Regions from separate parts of the Zea mays genome. Here region 1 is linked to region 2. The links are chromatin contacts, called in public Hi-C maps. All regions are on one chromosome and are shown on one strand. The core of a region is the stretch at or near the end of the contact, and the rest is flanking DNA. Distances in the headings are between cores, read along the strand shown. Region 1 holds the start of LOC100282347 (craniofacial development protein 1). Region 2 holds the start of LOC103650138 (protein GFS12).

The links. A called contact is a pair of places that touch in the nucleus more often than the background predicts.
Region 1: a Hi-C map of tassel shows a contact between it and region 2, with 5 times the contacts expected there. The contact joins the promoter of LOC100282347 here to the promoter of LOC103650138 in region 2. A contact is called at or near these places in 8 of 25 Hi-C or Micro-C datasets (bundle sheath, ear, endosperm and 3 more) and 1 of 3 datasets of contacts at active chromatin or transcription factors (leaf).

What each region holds. Positions count from the first base shown.
Region 1 is chr3:60,358,099-60,363,537 of Zm-B73-REFERENCE-NAM-5.0, forward strand. It overlaps LOC100282347 (craniofacial development protein 1), which reads left to right and starts at 2,804. Exons shown (of 6, transcript NM_001155259.1): 1 at 2,804-3,049; 2 at 3,126-3,257; 3 at 4,435-4,515. The coding sequence starts at 3,218.
Region 2 is chr3:60,169,082-60,175,300 of Zm-B73-REFERENCE-NAM-5.0, forward strand. LOC103650138 (protein GFS12) reads right to left here and starts at 3,699. Exons shown (of 18, transcript XM_020550219.2): 1 at 3,377-3,699; 2 at 3,132-3,166; 3 at 2,444-2,512; 4 at 256-2,349; 5 at 1-132. The coding sequence starts at 3,523.

The sequences.
Region 1 (5,439 bases), core at 1,554-4,053, 190 kb after region 2:
ATGACATGAAGAAAATAGACGAGGAGGTCCAGCGACAAAAAGATCAGGTGCTCAAGGCAGCGGATAAGTGGTTCCTCTCGCACTTTAGGGTGGATTGCCACCAGAAGACCGTCCAAGAGAGGGAGATAAACGCCGAGTACATGACGACCGAGCTGCAATAGCTCCCCACGATAGGTGATGTCAAGTCAGCTGATGATATTCCATCTATTAAAATTTCTTTTGATAATCGGATTAAAAGTATCACGGAGGATATAGAGGGGATGACGCATGCATTAGGAAAAAATCACATGCCTAATTTTTTATCACATAAATTAGGCGCCAAAACAATTGTGCCAACCACATCGGCAACAAATGGGTTTCCCTAACCATATTTTGGTATGCCGATGGACTCATATCCAGGACAACCGTCACCACCATCTTCGGTAAATGGTGAGTCAACTCTGAGCACGGCCGGACCGTCCGCACACAACCGTGGACTGTCCAGCCCTCCGTCAAACCGTCTGGCACCCTATGCCGGACAGTCCGAAGTTACACAGAGCCCACCACAAGGGTCACAGTTGTTGCCTGACGTGACCGGACAGTCCGGGGATAGTACCGGACCGTCCGATCCACTCGCAGACCGTCCGACTGCGCAGGTCGGACCGTCCGGAATACCAGAGGTCACCTGTGATCCGCCTAGTGCAGAAGGCCGGCATAAATATAACCAACCACCCAAGCCCCAAGAACCAAAAAAGTCACATGTCCCTGAGCTTGTTTGGCCCACTAAGGCCAAACCTTCTGTTCGCTCTCACCCGCACTCGACACAAAGGAAAAAGTTAAGTTCACATTTAATATTACTAAGTGTGATAAAATATTTGATGAGTTTCTTAAACATGGTAATATTAAATTGTCACATGTAATTCCTCCGGTTGAACAATTAAAAGGGTGCGTGTATTGCAAAATGCATGGTTCCTTTCTCCATAACACCAATGATTGTGTCGTCTTCCGTCGGCAAATACAATCGTCTATAAACAAAGGCTGGTTGAGGTTTCAAAAAGAGGTGAAAATTGACAGGCCACCTGTCCTTGTCACCACATTAGAGCCGACGAGCAAAAAGGCCATAATTCGGCCTTGTGCGACCGATAAAAGCAAAGATAAAAATATCGTCATTGGTGATCCCCGCACACCAAATATGTCACGCAGAATGGTTACTCGAAAGGCTCCGGACAAAAGAAAGACCGAAGGCACCGGGGGGCAAGCACGATCGAACACCCGATCATGATCACCTATCCTGCGTACGCCGGACGGTCCGGGTACTAAGGCCGAACAGTCTGGAGACAGGAGCAGACGGTCCGGCTATAATGGTCGGACGGTTCGCAAACGGTCAGAAGCAGCAACCTCAGACCATCGGACCACAACGTTCCAAAACAAGTGTTAGGAAACAAAACACTACTAAGACGTCTGGACGACTCAGTAGAGTCGGCTCTACTTTTGATCAGTTGCTTACCAAATATATGAAGATGGTCGTTCCACACAACCGGCCAATAAAACAAACAAAGTCAAAAGGGCGATCTGCGCGAAAACAAAAGCCGACTAAACCGACCCAAAAGGTAGCACAACCAAGATCGCCTTGTCATCCTCCTCCAGGGATAGCGCGGTGCTTTCCGGTCTATCCATCGTCGATGTGTTGTCCTACTCATGCGTGGGGTGGTACGACGATGAATCCGTATTACTGGCTCAATTCATTTGCTTATTTGGGCTGGGGGCACCACAGGTTTTTGCCTATTGAAAGGATGATCAGGCAGACATGGCCGAAGAGGATGCAATCCGAAACGGCCTCTGTGCATTAAAGTTCCATCAAGTATTTATATTATCTGATCGCAAGAGCCGATGACTTGCATCGAGCTGAGTCCTTACTTCGGGGACAAAGTAGTTCATGAGGTCAATTGTTTCCGAAGTTTTCGCTGGTGCTTTTGGTTCGCCAAGCTCCACCAAAAGGAAGGGGGGCATATGTTGAACACCAAAATGAGCGGACGGTCCGACCCTTAGACCTAGACAGTCCGTGTGCCCCGAGATTAGATTAACTCAGGTGTTTATCCTTATCTCGTGTGTGGTTATCCATCTAATCACGTGGGAGTTGTTGGCTATCTCTTAGGAACAGGTCCAGACCTCCTCCCCTATAAATATAAAGGGGTACGGCCGATTGAGAACCCCTGAACACATTCCAATCGAATCAATTACTTTATTTACCTTTCCTGCCCTAGGAGTAGATGTAGCGTAGTTTTAGTTATAGTCTACCGCATATCCACCTCCACCCCTATTCGACTCTATGTCGTCTAGATCCATCTTGGGTGGTCTGCCGACCCTAAGACGACCCTAGGATCTTACCCCTTCCGGGGGGCAAGATCTAGTTGTACACCCAAGGTCATTTCCTCGAATTGATCTCTTAATTCCTATGCAGCTCCACGTTGTCTAGGGACGCCCCGGGTGACCTATCGACCCGAAGAGCCCTAAGATCTCTCCCTCAGGTGCGAGATCTAGATTCCAGCAAGGAGGAAGACGACCCTGCGCCATCGCGGACCGTCCGGCTCTATGCGCGGACCGTCCGGTGCAACGCAGGGAAGGTGTCGCTCCTGCGCCCAGGTCGCGGACCGTCCGCGCCGCCGCGGAGGCACCGCCAGGCGGTATACCGCTAGTGATTGGTGCTGCCCAAAAAAAACACCAACACCGTGTCTAGACCGTATTTTTTTCTGCTTCGGACCGACCCATCAGACCTGATCCAAATGTACACCTATACCACCGGGTGTAAAAACCGCTGGAATCGGTCAGAACCCGACCCGCTGCCAAGCCTAGTTCTTTCCTCTCCTCTCTTTTTCAGCCCCCGGAGCCGCCTGCGTCACCACATCGTCATCGTGCGTGTAGGAGTGTCCTCCAGATCCAGAGCCGGCGCGCCGCCCCTGCCTCTCCTGGCCTCTCCGCCCTCCGAGCGCGCGCCGACGCCGCCCCTAGCGCCGCCCGTAGCTCTAGCGTCGACGCCCTGCCGACGCCCAGAAAGCGTCCCGGCCTTCACGTAAGTTGCAGACTGCTTGCTCTTGGTCTGGTTCTCCTAGGCATTGCCAGTGAGCAGACGTTCGTGTAAAGAGCAGTAGCTGGAAGTCCCGAGTCTCGAGTGGAGGCGGATCCAAAGCCAAAGCCAAAGCCAACAACCGCCGCTGGGACGCGAGGGATCGATTCGGAGATGGCGTCAACTAGCTCCGCCGGGGACGTGGGAGACTCAGGTACTAATTCCCAAACAAATCCTGGATACACGGAATGCTTTGCATGGTTTTGCATTGATGGGATTGGAATCCTCGCTGAAAAAAATGCAAAGGGAGATTACAAGCTAGATGGTGCGTTCCTTGTGGGATTTGCGCGTCCAAATCTGTGTCTTCAGTGCAGAGATCGTCCTCCCTGTAATTCGTTCGTAACATTATATGTCTGCAGGGTATTCTAGTCCTGTACGGCTCTTGATAAAGTTACTGTTCATTACTTGCCTTTTCTTGTGAGGTCGCATTACGATTAAATTTCAAGCTTTGTCATTAGTTTCTTTACAGCTCAGGCTAGCTACCAGTGTCCTATGCATGTGAGTGATCCTGACATTCATACTTCAACTCTGACACAAACAGAGGACTGTTTATAGGATACTTCTGCAGATTTATCTTTTCAGATGTGATGTCTAATTTTGATGCAAGTCTCATAAGTAGGATGAGATAACAGCTTGAAATGTATAAACAAGTTCCTGACCCTTTGGTATGTGGGATACATAGAATTATAGAAAGATGGGTTATGTTGGAACATGCAGTTCATTTCTTGTTATGTCCCTTGAGAACATGTTTGTAAGGGTTCTGTATCTTTTGATACTTTGGTTTAGAATAGTTATCTTTTTTAGATGTCTACCTCTTTAAATGGGTAATATATGGCACAACAGTTGGCACTAGTAACTTTCATGCCTTCCTCACAAATGGAGGGAGTGAACCATTGTGTATCAGCACAAGACTAAGAAACAGCACATGACTCCCTTTTTTAGGATATGAAAACCACAGAAAAGATTTGATCATACAACTTCCAGTAGAATCGGTTTGACTTCCGAGTTACTTTAATGTGATGACCTTTTTATATAGTGCACTTTTGCTACTCATGAAAACGAAGGCAATGTGTTGGACTAGCGTGTTTGATATAGTTTGTGGATACATTTTTTTGTTCTCTTCTTTATAATCTTTTATTAAGTCAAACAATATGTCTGTTTATAGTCACTATTCATGAAATGCATGCATGGTATTTTAGAATGCACAACAACTGTTTCTTGCTAAAACACAACTAATGTCTGATCAGAACAGAACCCCATAATTGTTTCTCATTCTTTTTTCAGTTAGGGGCTCTGTGGATGTAATTTTTCTGCTATGTGTTTTGATCCAGGGTCAAAAGGTGCGGTTGCAGATAAAACACTTACTGCTTCTGCAAACACTAGTAGCTCACATCAAGAATCTCATGATGTTGGTATGTATAGTGTTTGCTCCACCAGGCTTTGAGTTGCTCCTCTGTGTTCCAAAATAATGTTGTGCTTTTGTGCTTATTTTTTTAGAAACAAGCCTTTTAGATATTTGGGTCAACAAATTTGTGATGCATATGTATAGGCTATGGACCATATTCTTACTGCAATGTGTTCCCATTCATGATTGATGGATGCTTCTTGCTTGCAAAGTTCAGCACACCGTGGCCTCTTGATGACTTCTGTTCTTTTCACCAGATGTTATGAATTATTCTTTTTTTTTCTCGAACATGTAGGAGAGCTGCACATCATTATATTAAGAATAGAAAAAAGGTCCCGACATGGACCAGTACAGAACAAAAGGCCGTTCAAGGCGGTCAGAAATGAAAATACACAAAAATATCCATATCAGTTATAACAAACTTCTACTGCTAGGCCCCCACTAGATCCCTGGAATGGGTGCTGTAAGAAGATCCAGATGCTTGGCTCCAGCAATCTCCCATAACTCTCTTTCTTCTTAAGCACTTCTGAGCTGCCTCCAGGTTGGGTGTAATTCTGTCAAAAACACATCCATTTCTATGATTCCAGAGGGTCCAAAACCCAAGGGTTATTATTAAAGAATTAAATCCCTTCATGGCAATCCCTTGCAGCTGTTGACTAGTTCTTCTCCACCATTGCATAGCACTCTCTTCCCCCTGTTGGGGTACAAACCCTTGCAAATTGACTTGTCTAAGAAGCTGAAACCAAAAATTCCTAGCAAAGACACGGCCCACCAATAGATGTTCTATATTTTCAGGCTCTTGGTCACACAGGGGACATTTATCAGGATGGCTTAGACCACGTTTCTCCAGACGATCTGCTGTCCAACACCTTAAATCAGCTAACCATGAAAGAATTTACATTTAGGAGGTGACCAGGTCCTCCAGATTCTT
Region 2 (6,219 bases), core at 2,449-4,948:
GCAAGCTTAGCAGCATACTTGATTCGCTCTCTAGATGTAGACAAAACTTGAAGTGGAGCAAGAAACATATATGCAGATCGAACTGATGGAGGAAAGTATGATGACTCCAAAAGGTGCTTTGCTGATGGCCTCCTGCAAGAGATCACCAAATCAGTATCAATAACAGTTATGTCTTGGAATTCCATCAAAACATCATCAAAGTGGTGGGATTTGATCATATGAACTATAAACATCAGACTTCGTTGCTGAAGTTACCTTTTCCATTCCCTCTGTATGCATGACTCAACAAGAAGTGTGACATGAGAAGGCAGGCCTTGAAGTGCTCCGGGCATTATCCCAATTTCTTTGTATGCAGATAGCAAGGCATTGTCAAAAAGTGGTTTTTGCACATAGATTTCTGCCAGAATGCACCCAATAGAAAATACATCATTTGCATGGCATTCGTTTTGTGAATTAGACTTTTTATTCCAGAGCAGCAGTTCTTGATAACCCATATGAGAATTATCATCAGACTCAAAGCATTCTAGAAAGGAACCAAGATCAAAGTTAGGTGCTGCTGGCAATGCATTGTCATGCTGCAATATCTGATCTGCATTTTGTTTCTTGGGATATTTGTTTGAAGAGAAACAAGTTGAAGGATCACCATCAGCATAATCATAGACTGGATTCAACTGGTATTCAAGCTCTGCAAACAGAGTTGCTTTCTCAAATTCCTCCAGACGGCCAATTTCTGAAACCATATTTGGAGATCCACAGCCATTTAACACTGCATCAGTTGTTGCACCGCTTCGTTTGCCACAGCATCTAGCACAAGAGTCCAAATTATTGTGGTAGACTGCATGAGGTGTGCTAACAAGGCGCTTAGGATGAGGCCTTGTAAAAAGCTGATGCCGGCCAATCGATTTTGGCCTAGATGGATCATTAGAGGGCAACATGACATTTTTTGCTTCAACAGATGCCTCTCCAGAAAGTTTATAGCCAAATGTTATGTCAATCCAGTGATGCAGTTGTTGTGAGACTCGGTCGCTCTCCAATGCATCCCTGTGAAGATAAATGAAATCTGCTGCAGATGTTGCCCAGGAAGGTAATGCCAAATCACTCATTTCAGAATGAAGAGAGGTGAAAATCTGAGGATCACTATAAAATTCAGGAATGCATTCATCTGGAGTCCATTGATAAAGCCTTTGCATACTAGACGGGTATTCATTCGGCTCATAGACGGAACGCACAGCTGATCTCAAGATGGTCTTAGGTAACCTCCTTGCTTTGTAACTGCAGACAGCTAGCTCTGAGAGACACTCATCAGAAACATGATGTGGAACTTCAGATGATGAATACGTAAAATCCAACTGCTCATCACCTTTTGCCAACCGCCATTTACTTTTGGTCAGGTCCCTCCAACCATTATCAGAACTTTCATCAGGTATCCCTGTAAAATCTATTACCCAAGGCATCACAGTGTGAAAACCTGGATCGCCCCATCTTCTACCAGCTAACTTGTTTAAGACAAGAAGGTACTCATAATTGCTCAGTTCACCTTTCCACCATTGCTTAAAGTGAGAATGCCAATCTAACGACGATTGCAGTTTGAAACCACTATAAATGGCTTTTGAGGAACAGTCCTCCATAAAACAACATGAATTAGGTGAACATTTATGATTGGCAACACCCCAACTGTGCTTTACAGGGCAGGTATCACTTATGCTCAGGTAAGGCCATAAGGAATCTGACATCAAGATCTTTGATGGCCTTAGGTTGCCATGATGAACTCCTAAATCATGAAGGTATGCCACAGCAGATATTATCTGGTAGACAAGAAATCTAATATGCCAATCTGAGCAGAATGCCTCTGGACTGTAGTGCATAATGTTTTCCAAGGTGTATGGGGCCTTTGGTTGTAACATGTAGCAACAATCGGATGTTTCTAGTATACCTAACACTGGTAAGATGTTGGGATGCCTCACACAGCCAGAAGAATGCAAGTCATCAAATGCTGAAAATCCAACGAAGCTGAGGAAATCTAAACCAGCAGATCCACTAATTTTGTTTTCAAATAGCAGATTTAACGAATTAATCACATACTCTTCACTTGATGAGGTCAGATAACCTGTAATAAGCTCTCTAACCTCTGAAGTGTGGCCTATGCTAAGATAGCAAGCAGGAGCTAATTTGGTAATCGTGCTTATGGCCAATGGTTGCTTACAAGGACCAGAGGAACTTTTGCAACCTTCAATGCATTCTATACAAGATGAGGAATCTGACTGCTCAGTATATTCATTATCACCATTGTATAAGGTTTGCTCTGCCTGGGGATCTTTATGAATGCAATTCTCCAAGGAACTGTTGTCACTGTATGGAACGAAAATGTGGAGAAATCCATACATGTTGACACATCAATTTTGGAGCCTTTGAAGATAATATAATCCTCAAGTAAGAGAGTTACCATTGTTGGCTATTAAAAGGCACTTTGCCACCACATAAGCCCACTAAAACAAAACTGGAGATATGCTGCCTGCAACATATACAACACCACTTCTGTGTAAGAGTTAGTGCAAAGATGTAGGCAAAGGAAGCCACATTAAATTGGAGAACGGGTAGATTCAAAAGAAGCACTGACTGCAACTAACAGTGATAAATACGAAGTGCATAGTGGCACAAATGGTTTACCAGTTTTCACTAAGGTTTTCTTTACGCATGAGTAATTGTTATATGAAAACTGAGAAATTATGTACATGTGACTAATTTGGCTGTTTTCTATGAATCAGAATTTCTGGCATACATTTGGTGACTATCAAACTGGGATGGCCCTACATGGCTGTAATTGTATTCCAAGGTCCAACTAAACAAGAGTTTGAAGCAGCATTGACAGGACAACTTGTAAATTGAACAGCTACAGTTCAGTTGGTGGTTTACAATTATATGGTTTGAAGCATAGAGCTCACTGTAGCTGAAGTTGCACTGAAGCACATTTCTGCTACTTGCCTGACTCAACAGTAGGAGTACGTCGTGACATTATAACAGTTAATCATCAGACATGGGTACATTTGAGCGGAACAATTTTGTCATAACGGCATCTACCCATTGCAATAGTATCTAGGTATCTCATGTAAATCAAGAATGTAAAGTCATACCTCCCAATACTTCCCTCGTCTCCATCAGATGCAATCTGCAGTGAAGAGGAAACCAGGATTAAGACAAAGGTACAACCAATAGCTCTCGTAAAGAAAGCAAGGGTTTATGCAGAGGAATGGAAGCTCAATAAACTCTGCTTCCAATCGCGTTTGAACGGACGAGAAAGCTAGGAGCCTAGGAACAATTTTGAGAGCACATGCCGACCAGAGCGCCCAGAGATAAAGAGGTGGGAGTCGACGCGGACCTGAACGACGGCGGAGGCGGCGAAGGGGAGCGGTGAGTCGGAGAGGCCGTAGACGAAGGAGAGGCCGGAGCCGGCGAGGTCACGTAGGACAAGGCGTCTCAGGCAGTCCGGACACGCCGCAGAGCCCCCCTCCGGCGAGCAGCCCATCGCCGGTGCCCGGTGGCCAGACTGGATCGGAGGAGCCGGCGCCAACCCGTGCAACTGCAACGAAACAAAGAGTCTTTTTCCGAGCTATTAAAAAATTTGAGGGATCAGTTTCAGTACCATTTGATCGGAACTTTTTAATTCTTGCACTCTATACCACTTCTATACCTTAGAGGAGTTAGAGCTGCCAGTGTTTAAACTGTCTTAGAAAAAGTTTAAATACTGTCCGTTAGATCTATTATTTTTTCAGCGTTTTTAACAATTTTAAATAGAAAACTCAAAACTAGAACTAGAAAGTTGTAAATGTCGTCGCAATCTATAGTTTTTATATAAGAAATATTTTTATTTGACTACGTAAAAATATATATGATTTTTCTAAGGTGGTAAACGTATAAAAAAATTCTACATAGTCAAAATAAAGATATTTTTATAAAATTATAGATCACGATAAATCTAGAACCTTTTAATTTTATGTTTTTATTTAAAATTATTAAAAACACTCAGTAATGCACATTCATATATGATGGTATTTTGGTTTTTTTTTTTGTCGTAGTTCAACCCTAATATGGGTGGGCATTCGGGGTTTTTTAAACATCTGTTTGGATTTTTTTAAAAAAAACTTTAATTTTATAGGCATTAAAAACCGATCGGTTTACTAGAAAATAAAAAAGGCGAGAAGTTTGATTTCGTTTTTTACTTTGATTTTTTTTGGTAAAAATGAACATCAAACTTGGTTAGAAAACAACACATACAGCAAACATAATTTTTAAAAACATTGTATAAGTATAAGGATTTAGATATATGAAAGTAATCTAGAGGAGGGTGAATAGGCTACATGTGAAATTTATCACCAAAAACTTCGAGATATAGTCAAATTCTAAGTTGCGCTGGTGCAACCCAGTTCAGCTGGTATAAATCATGGCTGCTTAGATTAGATTAATAACAAACGCATAACACGGAGTATAATGAGAGTTTCTAATGAAATTGTTTGCGACATTTCCGATCCTGTTTTGTAAATAAACCCTGTTGTGATTTTTTTGAAATAAAGGGAAAGTTGGCTTACTATTTTCCGTTTTGGCGGACGATGTTTGTTCGTGTTGGAATCTACCTCTTGAGCCCTTTCTCGCATGAGTTCGATTATGGAGTCTGCCCGGGGATTATAGTTTGTGCCTTCTTGATGTCTCTGCCTCCATGCGTAAGACCGTGGATCCTCATGTCCTCACCGGGGTGTGGTAACAGCTTTAGTCACTGGTATATCTGGAGAGTTTGCCTGCTGCAGCTTAGGGCCCATTCATGAGCGATTTCAACGCTGCTGTGAACATCACATTGGGGGTTGGCATGAAGGGAATAACTACGCATTTGTAATCCCACGATTCGCTTGTGTTCATAACTTTGCGCGCGACTAGGCTATGACGCGTATGGGTTCTGAGCCCCCTGACCCTGCCTCTCTGAGATCTCTAAGGGTCAGGGGTGCTATTCGTGCAACTTTTGTCCGTCCACCATACCCGTGTGGGGCGAGCCCCAAGCCACTACTCGATGTAGAGGACTGTCTCAGGGGCTTGCCTTGTCTTTTTTGTATTACTCTCCCCACGCATCCCCTTCGCGAGTATAAGGGGAGGTGAGCCGTACCACACTTTCCTCGATGGGCTAGCAATGGCGCTCGGTGAGTTACAAGCGGGTAATCCAAGTGAGGCCCTGGCTCCTTTAGCAGTGTCGATCCCGTTCGACTGGGACCGATGGCTCGCTGCCTCTCTTCGTGATAAATCATGAGTCAGACCTTCCCAAGACTCAAACACGAGCTGGTGACGCCCTTAACGCTTCGTGCGTCAGGGTACTGGTCGCTAGTGTGCCCGTCTCTAGCTGTCCCTTACTATATTTTTTGCTGGAGTGGTCGTGAGCCCTTCGCAGACTGGCCTTCGAACTCCAGAATTCAATGTTGTTTTGCCATGAGTTTTTTTCTCTTTGGCCCCTATGAAAGGAATTCCGAACGAGTTTGGGTCCTTTCCAAAAAGCAATCCCTAGCCGTTTCGGGACAGGTTTAGGATCTTACCGGAAAGTGTCCCTTGTCGTTCATCTAGTTCGTTAAGTTGAGGTATTATTCAAAGGGCGGTCTAGTCGGTTCTGGCTCCCTCGAATTTTGCAGAATCTTACATCAATCGGACAGATGACAAAGAAGAAAGAGGTATCAGCGTTGCCTTGCTTAGGCATAAAAGTTTACTGGAAGGACAAGATTTGTTTAGCGAGAGAGGAGGCTAGTAGTTTTGCACTGCTCTGCCTATTACTCCCCCTGGTACCCGAGCTCTCAATTGAGGTCGAGGGCAGGTAGGTTTGGGGAACGTTGGAGTCTTGATATGAGTAGAACCATTGTAGTTGCTAGATGTTTCATGCATTCGCGAGCATCCTCCCCTTCTTGTCATTCAACTTGTAGGTGCCCAGTCAAAGTACCTCTCCGATCACGAACGGTCCATCCCATGGTGGGGATAGTTTTTGTTGATCTTTGTTGGTCTAGACCTGTCGTAAGTCTAAGTCTCCTACTTGCAGGGTTCTTTTTCGAACGCGGTGGCCATGATACCTTCGTAGCGCCTGCTAGCACCTTACTGATCGTAAAAGCACCACATCACGGGCTTCATCGAGTTGGTCCATCGCGTCCTCTAAGCTTGACTCGTTTTGTTTAGTTGCGTACCGTTTTACCCTTGGGG